Linked DNA regions of Sus scrofa: region 1 is linked to region 2. Evidence: chromatin contacts called from public Hi-C data. All regions are on one chromosome and are shown on one strand. The core of a region is the stretch at or near the end of the contact, and the rest is flanking DNA. Distances in the headings are between cores, read along the strand shown. Region 1 has its middle 44 kb from the start of OSGIN2. Region 2 holds the start of NBN (nibrin).

Evidence for each region. Hi-C and Micro-C count contacts between places; a contact is called where the count stands out from the background.
Region 1: a contact with region 2 is called in a Hi-C map of embryonic fibroblasts, with 2.2 times the contacts expected there. A contact is called at or near these places in 4 of 5 promoter capture datasets (fetal liver, fetal skeletal muscle, liver and 1 more), 29 of 47 Hi-C or Micro-C datasets (adipose tissue, alveolar macrophages, blood and 14 more) and 2 of 2 datasets of targeted methods (alveolar macrophages and skeletal muscle).

What each region holds. Positions count from the first base shown.
Region 1 is chr4:46,954,158-46,960,296 of Sscrofa11.1, reverse strand. No RefSeq gene overlaps it. Among named protein-coding and RNA genes, the nearest start is that of OSGIN2, 44 kb to the right of the region's middle.
Region 2 is chr4:46,786,240-46,792,653 of Sscrofa11.1, reverse strand. NBN (nibrin) reads right to left here and starts at 4,990. Exons shown (of 15, transcript XM_021089137.1): 1 at 4,823-4,990; 2 at 2,609-2,739; 3 at 429-577; 4 at 1-12. The coding sequence starts at 4,859.

The DNA.
Region 1 (6,139 bases), core at 2,352-4,851, 170 kb before region 2:
TTTTTTCTCCCCCACCCCATAGAAGAAGTTCCTTAACTTTTTGGCTTTGTGGCAGGCACTCTTAGTGTCTCAGTAAATTTTCACAGTGCTCTAGGCCAAAGGAAACAGCTAATGGTTAGGTTCATTAAGTAATTAAGGCCAAACAATTTGATAAATATTTATGTTATATCAATACAATAGCTATTTGAAAAATAACACACATAAATTAAAATAAAAAATAATAATATTGAAACTGAGCAGGTCCCTGTGCCCCCATTTCTTATTTTTAGGAAATGGGCTTAATTCAGCCTCCATAGCTATCCCTGAGTTTTCAAAGGGCAAGTTCAGACAGTTGCTGATCATGGAAAGGAGGGGATGCAGAGTTTAAAATTGAATGGCTTGGAGCCCTTCCTCGTGTCTCTCCCTCGCTTGATTGCACCATAAACACAACACCTGCAATCTAAACATCATGCACACTGAGAACAATTGCCTGAAAATTAAAGATTATTTTAGTCACCTGGTGTTTTTCAGGAACTTTCCAAGTTTGTTCTAATCTCTGATCAACCTACCCTTTTTGCATGTACTGTAATTCTAGGAAAAGTCAAGATGCCATAACCTAGAAAACCACCACTAGGATCATGCTGAGATATCCTGAGCCCAGCTTTGATGACTAAGATACCTTGATAGAAAAAGAGCGTATGTTTGCACCAACCCTTTTTTGTATCTGAAACCATTTTTATCTTTTTAGACTATAAAACTCCCAGCAATTATTCCTCAAAGGAAGGCACAGTCTTTGATGTATTAGCCTGCTCTGGCCTCATTTTCCTGGCAAAGCAATAAAAGCTGTTTTTTTTTTTTTTTTTTTCCTCCTTCATCCAAAACTCTATCTCCACATTTCTATTCAGCACTGGTGGACAGAGGCTGAATTTCAGTGACATCACTTTGATCTGAAAGGACTACTGTTACTTAATAATGATACATGTGTGCTGGTTAGACACTGTACAGCTTCTCAAACCTCAGAACCAAATTGGATACCACCTCCCTTGTTTTCTAGTTACATATTAATTTTTTTGAGGCAATTACTTTTTAATCACAGCAACAGCTGAAAACCATTTTGTAAAGTTATGTAACAGAAAGGAATGTAGCATGTTCTAATGTTGAAACCTTGAATTATCTCAAACTAGAAATTTTCACAAATATCACTCTTATCCTCTTGAAAAATTAAAATATTCCACTGAATCTCTCCGAGTTTGAGGGCACAGAAGAACATAATTTGGGAATTGTGATGGCCCTAAAGGTAAGCTATAGAAGTTGAACTCTCAGAAAAGTAAGTCAAGTGAAACTCCTCCATTTTCTAATTATTTGTTCAGTTTTCCTGGAGAGATCTGTTCCAGATGGAGACTAGAAAAGGAGGTAGTACCCAAGTGCTAAAATCCACATATGCAGAGTTCCCATCATGGTGCAGCTGAAATGAAACCGACTAGGAACCATGAGCTTGTGGGTTCAATTCCTGTCCTTGCTCAGTGGGTTAAGGATCTGACATTGCCATGAGCTGTGGTGTAGGTCACAGATGTGGCTCAGATCTGGCTTTGCTGTGGTTGTGGTGTAGGCCAGCAGCTGTAGCTCTGATTAGACCCCTAACTGGGACCTCCATATTCCGAGGGTGCGGCCCTAAAAAAAAAGATCCACATATGCAAGTCTCTTGGCCTGCTCCTTAAGGAAATAAGTGCTTCTCAGAATCTTCCCTGCCAACTTCTCAAAACAGAAATACCACCCTTACCACTATCATTAACACAGCTAGTTTTGAAATGTAGTTTGTGGATCCCACTAGAAAAAAATAATGACTTCTCATTTATATAATTCCTTTTCTATAAGACACAACTTGATGTTGTGGAAAGAGAACTAGATTTTTAGGTAATTGGATTGGGGCCCTGTTTCTATCATGTACTAAATAAGCTTGGCTAGGTTACTTACTGTTTCCAAAATTTAGTTCTGAAGATAATCCTTGCCGTGTGCAATGTAATATTTTAATAAGAACTATATAAAACATTTGAATAAAGCAAATTTTCTCCAACTCAATGTGCATAAGAATCCCTTGAGAGCCATTATTAAAATACTAATCCCTGGGCTCCACTCTCAAACATTTTAATATAGCAGGTCTGGGATGGAGCCCAGGGACTTGTCCTTTTTTTTTCTTTTTTTTTTTTTTTTAGTGGTGTACTATTTTCTTTATTACTGAATGAATTTTATTACATTTATAGTTGTACAATGATCATCATAACCAAATTTTATAGTATTTCCATCCCAAACCCCCAGCACATAAGAATCTCTCCTTTTAACAAACATCTTACCCAAGGTAATATAAATTCCAGTCATTGACAAATTGAGAGATATTAGTAAAAGATTTTTTAATACTTTCAGATAGATAATAATTTCATCCCCTCTCAGTAACTTTTTCTTTCTTTTTTTCTTTTCTTTTTTCTTTTTTTCTATTTTTTTCTTTTTCTTTTTAGGACTGCACCTGCAGCATATGAAATTTCCCAGGCTAGGGGTCGAATCAGAGCTGCAGCTTCCAGGCTACATGACAGCCACAGCAATTCTGGATCGAAACCACATCTGTGACCTACACCACAGCTTGGGGCAAGGCTGAATCCTTAATCCACTGAGCAAGGCCAGGGATCGAACCTGTATCTTCATGGATACAATTTGGGTTCCTAACCCACTGAGCCACAACAGGAACTCAGTTACTTTTAAAATAAGACTGGTAATGGGGAGTTCCCGTCGTGGCTCAGTGGTTAACGAATCCAACTAGGAGCCATGAGGTTGTGGGTTCGATCCCTGGCCTTGCTCAGTGGGTTAAGGATCCAGCTTTGCCGTGAGCTGTGGTGTAGGTTGCAGATGTGGCTCGGATCCCACATTGCTGTGGCTCTGGCGTAGGCCAGTGGCTACAGCTCCGATCAGACCCCTAGCCTGGGAACCTCCATGTGCTGTGGGAGCGGTCCAAGAAATGGCAAAAAGACAAAAATAAAATAAAATAAAGACCGGTATGGTCTTCATTTTATAGATGAAGAAACTAAGACTTAAAAACAAGATAAGGACAGCCCCAGATCTTCTCTTCAGGTAGTGATCAGAGGGATTAATTTATCTTATACATAAAATAGGTATATTTTCATACAGTTCACTAAAATGTATATTCCTTGAGGACACCAAGTCTTAATCATTTTTGTATCTCTAGTACCTGACAAATTGCCTCAATGAATGTTTAAAAAAATTAATTTTTGAATTTGTTGAATATTCAGAAATATCTAATATTTCAAACAAAGCATTTTTTTTTTAAGTTTTTCTCAATCGACAAAAGTCCTGGGGAAAAAAAAAAAAACTCCTCAGGCTACAGTTTTCACAAAATATAAACCTTTCTTTGTTTCCTAATAGCTGAGCTAAAAGTAACTTTCTCACAGTTGGGGAAGGATCATGAGGTCACCCAGTTCCACCCTGGAATGGAATGCCCACTTGTTGCTTGTTCAGGGAAATGATGATGCCAACAATCCTTTGTCTTTGGTATAATCAGACTCTGAAGTTCGTTCAGGCCTCTCGGTTCAGGCTGCCAACACTGGCAACATCACTTCCAGATAAATGACCTTGGTTCTGCTGACTCAGAAAGTCAACTCCCAGAGTCAGACAGGGCCCCTATTCAGATGGGACCGATTTCTTAACATTTTTTGTTGGGGGAGGGAGGTGGGCAACAGGAGGGATAGACATGAAATCCTTTGAAATAGATTCATGTGAACACAGGCCAATGTCAATAGACACCTAAAATAAGATTTTAAAATAATTTTGCAAACCCAAGTATTTTATTATTCCTTTTACAAGGTTTTTTCCTACTGGGAATGATTTGACTTGGATAAGGTCTGACTGTAAGTGCCTTATTTAATAAATGGAAAGACAAAGAATGATTTTTGACACTCATTATGTCACGAAACATAGTTTACTCAGCAGCAGTTTGTTCATGGCTATTCTTTTCATTCTATTGTTAGTAGTAGAACACTTGGGAAAAGCCTGTATTCCAGTCAAAGGTAAACAAGAGGTAAAATAGAAAGAAATTTGGTATGGAAGTTTGTATAATAACAGTATTTATTGCAAATAAAAACTGCATAATATAATTTTACTTCCATGACACAAACTATCATAAATTTCACATCTGAGACTCAATATGAAATATTATCAAGGGGAGTTCCCACCATGACTCAGCAGAAACAAATCTGACTAGTATCCATGAGTACACGGGTTCGATCCCTGGCCTTGCTCAGTGGGTTAAGGATCCTATGTTGCCATGAGCTGTGGTGTAGGTCGAAGACACGGGGGCTCAGATCCCTTGTTGCTGTGGCGTGGTGTAGGCTGGCAACTGTAGCTCTGATTTGATCCCCAGCCTGGGAACCTCCATATCCCATGGGTGTGGCCCTAAAAAGATGAAAAATAAAACAAAATAAAAGAAATATTATCAAGGATTATAATCTCATATATTGAAAGGCAACACTACATGTTGAGTTATGAAGTAACAGTTTCTATAATCAAGACCCTGCCCTGACCATAATATTTACAAGTGCCATTGACTTCACAGCAACTGCAATAGCACACACAGAGTCCTCAAGCATTTTCTTGGCAAAACCAGTATGGAAACTTTTATCTAGCTCATAAGGCATGTTTCTCTTTCATAGCACAGCACACTGTGAAGATTCACAAAACCAGGAAGGATTATACCTTGTGTAGTATTTCTAGATCAGAAGTGAAATAACAAAAGTATATAAAGTATATCAATTTATCAAAATTATAAACATGTGATGTTTTACTAAGCTCTTGTTGAAGCAAAGTGTAGTGATCCACCCAAAGGCATGCTATTTCCTCTAGTAAATATTATCATTTTATAAATTTTACCATCAGGCAAATCAAGCATTGGGGAATGCAAATAACCTTCCCAATATCACCTAAACTGGGATGAGAAAACAAACTGTCTCCATATTTTAATACCACAATGACTTCAACTTACTTTCCTTAACTTAGTTTATGTAAAAAATACTATTGTTTAGCTAATTCAGATACTATAGGGAGCAACATTAGTGTAAATAATAGAGTGTCAAAATAAGAAAATTTTTCTTAAACTTTGGAAAGTGTTTCTTTATCTCTGTTTGGATATGGGTGTGATTAATGTTCTGGAAACTATCATTGCCCAAAGCCAAGATAGGTAATAGCTATCTTGATTTTTGGAGCAAATGTCATACTTCTTTCCCTTTCAATGATTTTTGGACTTGGAATTTAAAAGCCAGAAAACAAGACAAGTGTTCTTATGGAGATAAAAGAACAGATTTGAAATCAGGATTATCTGAAATATCTGGGTGCTGTTTTTGTAAAATATAGTTTAAGGGTACAAACTTAGCCTAAGCAGCTGATACTTCAGTGACAACATGCCTTGCTATTTCCAGATCACCGAGGAGACAGAAAAATGCTTGGAACTAAACAGGCAGCTGAACTAACTAATTTGCAGTAGTGCTTTCAAACTGAAATGCTATATTCTGAGTTTCTGAAAGAATTAGTTTGTGGAGTTCCCGTTGTGGCTCACTTGTTAACGAATCCAACTAGGAACCATGAGGTTTCGGGTTCAATCCCTGGCCTCAATCAGTGGGTAAAGGATCTGGCATTGCTGTGAGCTGTGGTGTAGGTCACAGATGCGGCTCAGATTCCATGTTGCTGTTGCTCTGGCATAGGCTGGCAGCTACAGCTCTGATTAGACCCAGCCTGGGAAATCCATATGCTGCAGGAGCAGTCCTATAAAAAGAAAAAAAAAAAAAAAAAGATTTACAGTTTGTGGTCAGCTAAAGATCTTGGAAAGGAATAGACAGATTAAACATTCTGTCAAATATTTTCCAAAATAAGGTGTTTTAAAATGACCAAAATGCTTGTAACATATAATAAGAAGAAAAATATAATAGTTAAAACTATTTTATACAATATAAGGTTGTGACATTCATTAGTAAAAATAAAATATCAAATAATATTAAATCAATAACACAACTAAGTAGTATATACTTTTAGAAAATGTAGAAATAAAATTTAAAAATATATGATTCAATATGCAAAGGGTAAATAGCAAAAACAAAGCCCAAAG
Region 2 (6,414 bases), core at 3,741-6,240:
TCATACTCTACTCTGTAAATAAGAAAAAGTTATATAAAGTTATCAAAATTATAGAAATGGCAACTTATGGTACTTTAAGCTCACATCACATGTTGTTATTTTGATTTTTGTGTGTTACTATAAACCTTCTAACTTGCAAAATTATCACTTCCTAAGTTTTAAGTCACAATTTTTTACATTATACTTGGACCTATGCAGACTCAAACCTATGTAGCTCTTGTTAAGGCTCTCAGGGCCCACTTGAACTCTTGTTACTATCTATGATTAACAAAACACACTAACCACATGATATACAAAGTTCACTAGTGTGCTAAGTAGTAACTAAATAGACTGGTTCCAATTCATTATCCATAAATATCTTTTTCCTTTAGAACTTGAATGGTGTAAAATAAAGCTGCTCAATTTAATGTTAACTAGAAAATTCTTACCTGAATTTACTTTTAAACACTCCAAAGGTAACTCTATCCCCTGTCTTCAAAGTTTGGGAAAAGTCAGTCCGCATTTTTTCCTCATTAACAAAGGTACCATACTTAGAATTATCTTTTATTGTCAATATAGGGATTTCATCTGTTTGACTCTGAAAAAAAATCAGTAATATCAAAAATTAAATAATTTTAAAGTCTCTTACCATACAGTAAATATTATCCCCAGAGGAAAAGGTTTCAAAAGAAAAAGCTGATAACTTTTGGAATAGTGACAGGTGGCTGACCTTCCAACACAATGAGGCAACACAGTTACTGTTCTGGTTGCATATGAAGAATGATCATTCAAGGAGCAATTAAAGAAAGATATCTTAATTTCAGAATCATTCCTCTTAGAGCATACATTTTCTTTATTTCTGTAAGTCAGTGGAGATTTTTCTGACCTGTCAATTTGAGAATTGTTTGTTTTTGCACAGACTGTTCCATGTATAACATGCCAATATCATTCCTAAGGTTTTTCTTTGTTTTGTTTTTTTGTTTTTTGTCTTTCTGTCTTTTTAGGGCCACACCCGAGGCACATGGAGGTTCCCAGGCTAGGGTCCAATTGGAGCTGTAGTACTGGCCTATGCCATAGCCATAGTAACACCAGATCCTAGCCAAGTCTGTGACCTACACCACAGCTCCGGAGATGCTGGATCCTTGAACCACTGAGTGAGGCCAGGGATTGAACTTGCAACCTCATGGTTCCTAGTTGGATTTGTTTCTGCTGCGCCACGATGGGAACTCCAGGTTTTTGTTTTTACTTTTTTTTTTTTTTAACAGTATCAAAATCACATAGTAAAAATCAGTCCAATGAGAAAAGGCTAGAGGGTCTGACTTCCACCAAGTTTATTTTTTCTTTAGGAATTTTGACTATAATAGTTTTCTATATCTAAAAGAATTCAGGGAGTTCCTGTTGTGTCTCAGCAGGTTACAAACCAGACTACTACCCATGAGGATGTGGTTTGATTCCTGGCCTTGCTCAGTGGGTTAAGGATCTGGTGTTGCCATGAGCTGTGGTGTAGGTCACAGACATGACTTGGATCCTGAGTTGCTGTGGCTATGGCTGTGACTGGCAGCTACAGCTCCATTTCGACCCCTAGCCGGGCAACTTCCATATGCTGCAAGTGGCCACTCTAAAAGGCAAAAAAAATTAAAAAAAAAAAATAATAAATAAATAAATAAATAAAAATAATGGAATCCAGTCACAAAACCTAAATATCACTGAACAAATCCAGCATTTGCCAAAATGTAGTCTTTGCTCAAAACAACAGCTTTTCTTCTTATTACCACCAGCATTACCATTGAGCACAGCTATTTGTATACATTTGTATTACTTTTATAACCCATCTTTTTATTAAAAGAATCAACACACCCAAACAAACTCAAAGCCAATCAAAAGAGCTGGGGGAGTTCCAGTCATGGCTCAGCAGAAACAAATGTGAGTATCCACAAGGACACGGGTTTGATCCCCGGCTTCTCTCAGTGGGTTAAGGATCCCGTGTTGCCATAGCTGTGGTGAAGGTCTCAGATGCAGCTCGGATCTGTAATTGCTGTGGCTGTGGTGTAGGCCAGTGACTCAGCTCCAATTTGTCCCCTAGTCTGAGAACCTCTATAGGCCACAGGTACAGCCCTAAAAAGACAAACAATCAAAAAAAAAAACAAAAACAAAAACAAAAAAAACCAAAAAAAACTGTGGGGCATATACAACAGCTATTTCCCCTACTAAAACAAATCAATTCCCCTTGCAAAAACCTAAGATATAATGGAAATACCAGTGTTCACCTGGCTACATAAACTCTTTAAAGATGGTCTAGTCACCGCTCTATCCTCAGGCTTGGCACAGTGATTGACACACAGTAAGCACTCAATAAATGTTCAAGTAAAGAAACAGAAATACGTTGTACTTCCTGAGTTTCTAAATCACTACAGCAAACAGTAAAATACTGAAACAGAAACTTCAAATTTCAAATACCACCGGTACCACTACCAAAATACAACTCTTTAATTTTGTTAATAAAAAAAAAAAACTAACAGCCCTATGAAATGAAAAGTCTCTCAAACTCTCTCTTACATATACACCAAGGTATATCATGTATATTTCAATCCCCTTACTATAAGCTAGTGAAATAAAATTAGTAACTTACCAGGTTGGTTATAGAAAAGTTAGCAGTTAATATAGCATGATTTCGACTGATTGATTGATCATCTTCAATTAAAATGTCACAATTTTTCCTTCCAACAATGTACTCAACACCAGTCAAAAGTCTGTATGGGTCTAAGAATTTTTTAAAAAAATAAATTAACAGATCCATACACAACCATGTATTTATAAGTATGACAAACAATTAAGTATTTTTATTTTGCTATCTAAATGCTGACAAACAACTTCATGTAAATCAAATTTGTGTTTTCTAGTAAAGCCTCACTGAAGGATGCAAATCTGTATAGACGGAAAGCTCAACCTTTTGTCTAAAGAGAAAACAATATTGAAAACTGTCAATGCTTGCCCAAATTAAAAATTTAATGCATTACAAAACAAAATCACAACAGTATGTTTAGAACCTAGTATGGTAAAGTATGGTACTGGATCAAGAGTAAAAAATAGGAGTTCCTGTCATGGCTCAGTGGTTAAAGAATTCGACTAGGAACCATGAGGTTTAGGGTCTGATCCCTGGCCTCACTCAGTGGGTTAAGGATCTGGTGTTGCCCTGAGCTGTGGTTTAGGCCACAGATGAGGCTTGAATCCCACGTTGCTGCGGCTCTGGGGTACGCCTAGCAGCTATAGCTCTGATCAGACCCCTAGCCTGGGAATCTCCATATGCTGAGGGAGTAGCCCTAGAAAAGGCAAAAAAAAAAAAAGAATGAAAAATGTAGATCAATCAATGCACAAAAATTCCAGACCAAAGTGAAGTGCATATATTGGGTAATTTTTTTTTTTCTGTTAAGGTAGATTTAAGAACATGGCAGAGTGTATTAGTTTTTAAAAATTTTGGAAATCACAAATTGTTGGAGTCATAGCATGTATGCTGGAGTTTAGTCTTGGAGCACTGCAGTTGTAGAATGATGAAGATAAACAAGACAAGTAGCAAAGAGTCCAGGTAAGCTTTGACCAGATTTGGAACACATTTTGTTAACCAGATTCTTAACCTAGGGTGGACTCTTTCAACAAAAAACCTGTGTAGGTTTACTCACATTTTTCCTAGAAGTATGGACCCCATAGCTTCCATTAGATTCAATATCCTCCAAAAGTTTAAGAATGCCACCTACTGGCACTAGTGGCATTTTACTTCTACTACCACCCTAAAGGACACAAGGAGACAGTCACAGGCTACAACTGTTCCTGGAAACTGTTCCTACTTGTCTACCACAGTTTATGTTCTATCTCTGCAATGCTCCAAGTCCACAGCAATGCCTTGATCTTTATAATATTTTTATTTTGAGTCTTTATAATATTTTTAAGTCTATAAATACTATGAGATATTATTAGAGTATTTTTCCATTTGTTTGGTCCTCTCCACACTTCCTGACATTGTCAGTCAATTGAGTCTGCACATAGATTTTTTTTTTTTTGTCTTTTTGCTATTTCTTGGGAGATTTTTTTTTTTTCAACCATAACGTACACTTTCTGAAGGCAAGACCAATCATAGGCTAACCCTGTTTATCTATGAACTAATAAGTGCTTACACAGAGTAGGCAAGCAATTAACATGAGATTACCATTTTCCATTCTTAGAAATAAAAAAAAAGAAAAACAATTTTTTTCAGTTGTTCTGATGACAAAATGGAAAAAGGCTCTGAAACAAAACCGAAAGTACGCTTTCCCGTGGTTGCCATTTACCCAAGTCATCTTCGTGGCTATTTACAAAAACAATGTGTTCAAAACGGAGTCATCAGTTGCCACTGTGTTTTCTAGCTTGGGTTAACTTATTCTGGGTATTTCTTCAAAAGCCTAAAACACTGGGAGTCACAACAGGTACCCCTGCTAAGGATTAATCCTGCAGACCATCTAAGCCAGGATCAGAGCAGCTGGTCCCGTCAGTGGCTTTGGTCCTAACCGTGGAGTACCCCGGCGGCCGACCCGGCGGTCCCTGGCCGCCCAGCGCCGCACACCTACTCCCCTGCCCAATTTAAAGCCTGTTTCGCAAGCACTGCGCTGCCGAGGAAAACAGCGCGATCCCCACACAACAAATGCGCCGTTTTTCCGCATCAGCCCTCCGGCCTCCCAGGGCGAGAACGAAGAACAGCCCAGAAGGCGGCGAAAGAGGCGAGAACGGACCGGAAACATCGCTCTGCAAACCCTCTGCCTACTGCAGCTGCTCCAGGGAAATCCGTCCCTAGACATTTCCCTTCCGCCCTTACCTCGGGCCGAGGCCGCGGCAGGAATCAGCTTCCACATGGTCCTGGATCCTCAGGGTTGGATCCGACATGCAGCAGCGTGACCGCAGCGACCGACGTGCGTGGCCGTAGCGCCCGCAGTCGGCGCGGACTCTGAGACGTGCGCGCTCCCGGGAGCCGGGCGGGCCTAAAAAGAGGAGGGAAAGGGGAATCAGACTTGGACGCCTGGTCGCCACCTGGTGGTTAGGAAAGAAACAGCTCAACCTGTATTAAACTGGATATCTTGCATGTATGTGCATAACTGATGCACTTTGCTGTACACCTAAAACTAACACAAAACTGTAAGTCAACTACACTCCAATGAAATTTTAAACATAATTAAATAGTATTTACTTTATCTCTGAATGAAAAAAATTAAAGCTGTTCGATGAACACTACAAAGTAAACACCCTAGAGTATACTTCTGATTAGATAATTTCTGGTTCTCAGAAGCATTGTCTAATGGAGTTTCCTGGTGGCTCAGTGGGTTAAGGATATGGCGTTGTCTCTGCTGTGGCTTGGGTCTCTGCTGTGGTGCAAGTTCCATACCTGACCTGGGAACTTCCACTTGGCCATGGGTGCAGAAAAATAAAAGCTAGATTTCCATTCTCTGTTATGAACATAAATATGAAAACCCTATACACAAAATTAGTGAATTGAGTTAGGTGGTATATAAAAAGGACAATCATGGCTAAGTGGGGCTTATTTCAGAAATATAAAGGAGGATGTTAACTGGAGGGAAAATAAATGTAATTCATCAGAATAACAGAAAAAGTGGGGAAAATCATGATCATGGTAGTTGTAGTAAAATCATTTGATAAAATTCAGCATCCATCCATTTATTCTCAGCAAAATAGGAATAAAGGGAACATCCTTGATCTGATAAAGAGCACCTACAAAAAAACCCTGCTGATTTCATTATATTTAAGGTAAATTATTTAATCTTTTCCCCAGCACTAGGAATGAAATAAGAACACTTTTGCTCTTACTGCTTATTTTCAACATGGTTTTAGATGTTCTAATCAATGCAATCAAGGGGAAAAGGATTGGAAAGGAAGAAATACCGGTCATTATTCACAATGACATGATAATGTACACTGAAAATCTAAAAGAATTGAAAAGTGAATTTAATAAGGTCACTGAATACCATGTCTAAAATATTCAATTGTGTACCTTTATTCCAGAAAATAAGTAGAAAATGATATTTAAATAATTATAATAGTACCAACAGTCATCAAATACTTTGTTAGAAATCTATCAAAGATGTGATACAGAACATTATTGACTACAAAATATTACTGACACAAATTAAAATAAATCCTAAATAAATGCAGGACAACATGCCATGTTCATGGACTGTTAAGATGTCATTTCTCCCAAAATTGATCTATAGATCCAATGCAACTACAATAAAGTCTCAGAAGATACTCTGAGTGGAAATTGTCAAGAAGTTTCTAAAATCTATATGGAAATGCAAAGGCTGAGAATAGCCAAGGAAATTTTGAAGAATAAATCTGGAGTACTTATAACCACCAAATATCAAGATGTATTATTATAAAGTTAGTTATTGTCAGTGT